Linked DNA regions of Mus musculus: region 1 is linked to region 2. Evidence: chromatin contacts called from public promoter capture Hi-C data. All regions are on one chromosome and are shown on one strand. The core of a region is the stretch at or near the end of the contact, and the rest is flanking DNA. Distances in the headings are between cores, read along the strand shown.

The links. Promoter capture Hi-C pulls out the DNA fragments that hold promoters and counts their contacts.
Region 1: a promoter capture Hi-C map of embryonic stem cells shows a contact between it and region 2, with 21 read pairs. The contact joins the promoter of Mmp15 here to the enhancer-like site in region 2. A contact is called at or near these places in 7 of 39 promoter capture datasets (the 3T3-L1 cell line, cranial neural crest, embryonic stem cells and 1 more), 14 of 484 Hi-C or Micro-C datasets (the AML12 cell line, the CH12 cell line, the N1E-115 cell line and 10 more), 6 of 115 datasets of contacts at active chromatin or transcription factors (embryonic midbrain, embryonic stem cells and forebrain) and 2 of 9 other capture datasets (embryonic stem cells and pancreatic islet).

What each region holds. Positions count from the first base shown.
Region 1 is chr8:95,350,927-95,353,626 of GRCm38.p6, forward strand. Mmp15 (matrix metallopeptidase 15) reads left to right here and starts at 1,370. Exons shown (of 10, transcript NM_008609.4): 1 at 1,370-2,092. The coding sequence starts at 1,943.
Region 2 is chr8:95,548,840-95,551,539 of GRCm38.p6, forward strand. Ccdc113 (coiled-coil domain containing 113) reads left to right here. Exons shown (of 9, transcript NM_172914.2): 7 at 2,358-2,465. Among named protein-coding and RNA genes, the nearest start is that of Ccdc113, 16 kb to the left of the region's middle. Within about 2 kb of position 1,267, at least 31 of the 459 cell types and tissues checked have an H3K27ac peak or open chromatin away from gene starts, as enhancers often do. A contact at or near this core is called in brain and cortical neurons, where this site is marked.

The sequences.
Region 1 (2,700 bases), core at 120-2,619, 200 kb before region 2:
AATCAAATTTCTAATTAGAAAATTCAGCAGCTGGTTTTCCCGGCGAGGGACCCCCAACAGAGAGGTCCACCAGTGGGAAGGGGAGAGACTGCCTCTACCTCTTCTCTAAATCCCCATCTCCTTTCCTCGAGCTGTTAGTAGGCCAGGCAATGGGTATGCTTTATTTTCCTTCAGCCGGTGAGTGGGTTCAAACCAGCCATAAGGTCCTTTGCCAGGTCTCCTGATTCTGAGAGGTGAGAGGGGTCGGAGGCATCCAGAGAGTCAACTCTAGGAAAGACCACCCTCAGGGAAGGTAAACACCATTTCTCTAGTCTGTGGGGAGGTGATAAAGTGTGCTGCCTTCTGCCCTGGTTCTCAAGTGGCATACCAATTCCCCCAGTTAAGGACACTAGGGCTGACCTGGGGTTGGACGAAGTTGCCGTGGCCCTTCGATCACCTTAGCGTCCACGCCGGAGTAAAAATTAAAATCCAGCCCCAGCTTCCCCAGAAGGTTTGCCCTTCCACCCGGAGTTCCGATGGGCCTCGCGGGCACAGAGACCAAATATAGTGGAATGGACTTTTCTTGGAAACGAAATGTGTGCACACTAGGAACCGGAACCCTCAGCCCAACACTGAAACTCAGAAAAAAATCTAGTCAGTTGCTCTTATCCACTGGGCAGGGAGTAAGGATGCAGACTCACACGCCTTGTAAGCGTGCGCTCTAGGTTGCATTCAGCACTAGAGGCGCCCCAGAGGCGCCCTAATCCCAGACTTCTCCACTGGGGAAATTTACTAAAGAGACTAAGACACTCTGCTCTGGGACTTGCGTGGGTGTGTAGGGTCTAACGAGCGCTACGGTGGCACAGGTTCTATCGGTTCACCAAGTAGGTCCTGGAGATCGAAGTTTTTCGCCGTACTTGACAAATTTGATAGTGGCCAGGGCCTTTACCTGCTGAGCCATCTTACTTGCTCCTCCAACTTCCCCCCACCCCCAGAGTTTTATTGCCATGTTTAAAAGCTTAAAGCAGTACTTCAGGTCCTTACCCAAGTCTTTTTCTGTCCCACTTTGATCTGAATGTCCTCTCGCCTCCCTCCAAGGGAGATCTCGCCTTCCTTGCGCCCTCCCTCAGCATAGGGTCGAGTCATGGGTCACTCCTGCTCCCCAGAGATAGGAGCTAAGCAGGCTAGGAGAGGTTTACTGCCATCAGGAAAAATGGAGTAGGGTCACCCACCTGCCGGGTCACCGCAGGCGGCACCTGCTACTGAGAAGCCTCGGGTTAGGTCCCGCCCCCAGCCTCCGCCTGGCTTTGCGCACAGGGAGCACACTGGCCCTTTAAGAACCGCGGCTCCCGCCGCGCACTGGGAGTAGGGCTGCGGAGCCAAACTCGCCGGGGACGCCGGGCGCTGGCTAGCTGGCTGGCGGGCTCGTCGCTCTGTCGGGCCGGTTCCCTGCGCCCCTCCCGGGACTGCCTGGGGATCCAGGCCCGATTGGGCGCGGCAGCTAGTGGAGTCGCCAGAGGGAAGCGCGCACTCTGGGCAGCGCGGAGGACCTTGGGCATGGACAGAGAGTGCAGGGCGCGCAGGGGGCGCCGCGGGACCGGGCGGCCGGAGCGCTGAGCCAGACAAAGGCTCTGGAGTTCTGCTTGCTCTCGGGGGCCGGGGCCAGGGCGCACCGCGCCGACGCTGCGAGACTCTGCGGCGTGCAGCTCGGCCGGTCCCCTTCTCCAGCGGGCGAGTCCCCGCGTGCCCCGACCTGCCCTGCCCGCTTCTCACCCGGTTTGGGAATTGGCAGAGGGGACCTGAGCTCCTCAGGCAGGCACCGGGAGCCGGAGGTCCGCCGCGCGCCCGCGGGGCCGGGAGCCAGGGAGCGTCGCAAGTTTCCCAGCCGCGTGCGAGGACGCGGTGCGGGCCAGCCAGCTAGCCCCGCGTGCAGCGCTCAGGACCGGGCTGACTGCCTAGGAGCATGGGCAGCGACCGGAGCGCACTCGGACGTCCAGGCTGCACTGGCAGCTGCCTCAGCAGCCGAGCTTCGCTGCTCCCGCTGCTACTGGTGCTTCTGGACTGTCTGGGCCATGGTACAGCGTCTAAAGACGCCGAAGTGTACGCCGCGGAGGTAAGAACCCGAGGGATGTAGTGCGAACCACACCCGCCGCAGCGGGGACCTGCAGGTGGGGGGAGACGCACCCGGCCTTAGGGGGTGAGGACCGATCTGGGCTGGAGAGCCTGATTGAAAAAGCGGGACTGGCAGGCTGCCACTCCCTGGTCAGAGCTCTGCTGCGCGCCTCTTCCCAAAGCCCTGGGAGCACAGAGCTCGCAGCTGCTGTGCACCCTGAAAGCCGCTCGGGGCACTGACCCGCCCTAGCTTGAGTCCCTGCAGCCGCTTCCGCAGCCCCTATCCCTCGCCTCCAGTCATTTAGCCCGCGCGATTCCTCGAGAGCCGGATCCGCGCAATGTGGGCTTTACGAGTGACGAGGGGTGGGGTGCTGCGGGTAGTGAGAGCTTAGGCGGAGCAAGAGCCCCGCAGCGCTCGCGCTTTGGCTGAAGCTCCTTTGGCTGACATCGTGCGTCGCCGGGCTAGCCAGGGTGGTTGGGGGATGGGTGTGAATCTCCCAGGCTAATGACGGATTGCAAAGGTGCTTTGGTGACTTCTTGGGGCTGAAGCATTCCCACTCCAGGGACAGGGTCTGAAGGACAGGCCCTATCTTCTGAAACACTTTTCAC
Region 2 (2,700 bases), core at 17-2,516:
TGTAACTAGGTGACAAAGTTGGCCTTGAGATAAGGAAGTGTCCAGAAGGCCCCATTCATCCCACAAGCTCATCAAAAGATTTATTTATTTATTTATTTATTTATTTATTGCAAAAAACCAAGTCATAGATATGAAGTTTAAGTGAAATTTGGGGGCCAGAAGTCCTCCATCACTGCTTTGAAGAAAGAGGGGGCTACATGGAAGAGGTCCTAGGTGATCTCTAGGAGTTGAATGAACTGCGGACAGTCAGGAAGAAACCCTTCAGCGCTATGACTTCAAGAAAATGCGTTCTGCCAACAGCCATTGTGCTTATGAGAGGCCCCTCAAGACCCAGACACGAGCCCTGGTCCTGGCCAGTTCCTAGGTTTCAGCCTGGTGGGCTCATGGGCAGAGAATTCAGCTGTGGTGTGTCCTGCGTTGTGTCCAGACTTCTGCCCTGATAAACGGAGACGAGGAGTGGCCTTCGCTTTAAGCACAGGATCTGAGGTGCTTTTGTTCCCTGGGAGGAAGAGCCGGGTCCGTCTTTTCTGTAGTGACCTCAAGTGGCTGGCCTTGAGTGCCTTTGCATCTCTTGGCCCAACAGAGCACTGTCCGTTCTGCCCTGCCTCTCACAACTGGGCAAATGTCTTCCCTGGCTCCTCTTCCCTCCTACCTGAATAGTCAGCCCTGCCAAAACAATGCCCTCACCCCTGCACCACACGCTGACTCTCCGCGGAAGGGAAGGAGAGCTGGAGAAGGGGTAGAAGCTGAGAAAGGGGTTGGGGAGCAGAGAAGGATAGAAAGAAGAGAGAAGAGAGAAAGCAGGAAAGAGGCTGGCCAGGGACATGTGGGAAGAGAGAGGGGGGGGGGGAGGACAGAGGGGGAGGGAGGGAAGGAGGGAAGGAGGGAGGGAGGGAGGGAGGGAAGGAGGGAAGGAGGGAGGGAGGGAGGGAGGGAGGGAGGGAGGGAGGAAGGAGGGAAGGAGGGAAGGAGGGAGGGAGGGAGGGAAGGAGGGAAGAAAGGGAGGGAAGGGAGGGAGGGAGGGGAGGGAAGGAGGGAGGGAGGGAGGGAGGGAGGGAGGGGAGGGAGGGAGGGAGGAAGGAAGGAAGGAAGGAAGGAAGGAAGGAAGGAAGGAAGGAAGGAAGAGGTCTTATAAGCCTGGCTCCTGGATTGAACCTGGCTGGCAGAGCCACGAGCTGTTGCTAGGTAACTGTTGGGCAGAGCCTAGAGGAATTGCTAACAAGGAGAGTCTGAAAGGACCAGGACTGAATGGTTCCTAAGAGCCTAAGGATCCCAGGCAGATGGCTCCAGTCAGGCTCCTCTGCATTCTCTAAATTTTGAGCGTCTGTGGCAATGCCCCTGCACCTTCCTCCTCCCATTGTGCTTTGTGATCTCCTCTTCCAGCTTGGTGCCCTCTCATCTTTTACAGAGTGAAGTGTGGTTTTTATCTTTCACTTCTGTTCTCAGTCTTGTTGCCGAACATACCCCAGCCCCGACACACACCAGCTTCAGCCTACTGTGTGCCCATGAGAATCTCCACCTTCCTTGGCATTGATTGGCTGTGAGTGAGCTTCCTGGAGCTGAATGCTTCACTAACCAGTGCCTGGTGTGTGTGTGTGTGTGTGTGTGTGTGTGTGTGTGCATGCGCGCTCGTGCGAGTGTCCAGTCCTCAGTCAGGCAGAATACATTCTAGCATTTCTGGAGACGTCCCTGCAGGAGAGGTGCCAGGGAGACAGTTCCAGAGGAGGCCCATCTAAGCAGCAGGGGCCTAGGGACACTGCAGTGCAAACAATGCAGCGGGCACCCACGAGGCAGCTCCTGCGGGATTCCCTGACGCCAGCCAGCCCTGCTCCTTTAGGCAGAGACAGTGTAGTGGAGCTCAGAGGGTGAGGAGTCACACTGCACTCATTCAAATCCCGGCTCCCCTACTTTTATGTGGGGAGAAGGGTCGGATCCTTCCGTGGGGGAGCTCCCCTCTTTTCTCTCTCTGCATCTTCCTGAGATAGGCATCACAACTATTGAGGGACCTGTACCTGCCAGGCACAGTGTTCTATTCTCTACCAGGATGTCTCCTCACAACCTGGCAATATCATATCAGAGCATACCAGTGTAAGAGAAGTTTGGCTACCTAAACATTCCTCTTAAAAAGCAGAGGGGGGCAAGATCTGAGTCCTGTTGCTGGACCACTCTGCATCTCCAGCACCGGCCAAGACCCCAAGGTCCTCTCCTTCCCTCCAGCCGGGTTCTCAGATACCTTTGGCAGTCCCAGGCTGATATGAATGAATCTGTAGGAACGGCTGGCCTTGCTTTTGCTCCCAGCTCCCCTCCCCACCGTTCTGAAAGCTCCCCTTAGCATGTGTCATGCCGGTGTGTTTCAGAACAAGCTTCATCGGGCAATGGAGATCTACGTCAATCTGGACAAGGAGATCTTGCTGAGAAACGAGCTACTTGGGAAAATTGAAAAAGAAACCATACAAGCAGAGGAGGTAAGAGGACACGGTGTGCCAGCCTCCTTCTGTCCACAAGGGTTACTGTCCACCAAGACTCCAGGTCCTCGGTAATTAATCTAGAGAAAGAGCCCAGGCCACAAAAATCAAAATAGCTTTGACACACAAAAGCAGATGCTAGGCACACAGCTCAGTGATACCATATTTACTGCTGGGTGATGGTCTAGAGTTTGCTCACAAAGAAAACAGAGTCCACAGGAAGTGCCAGAGAGTG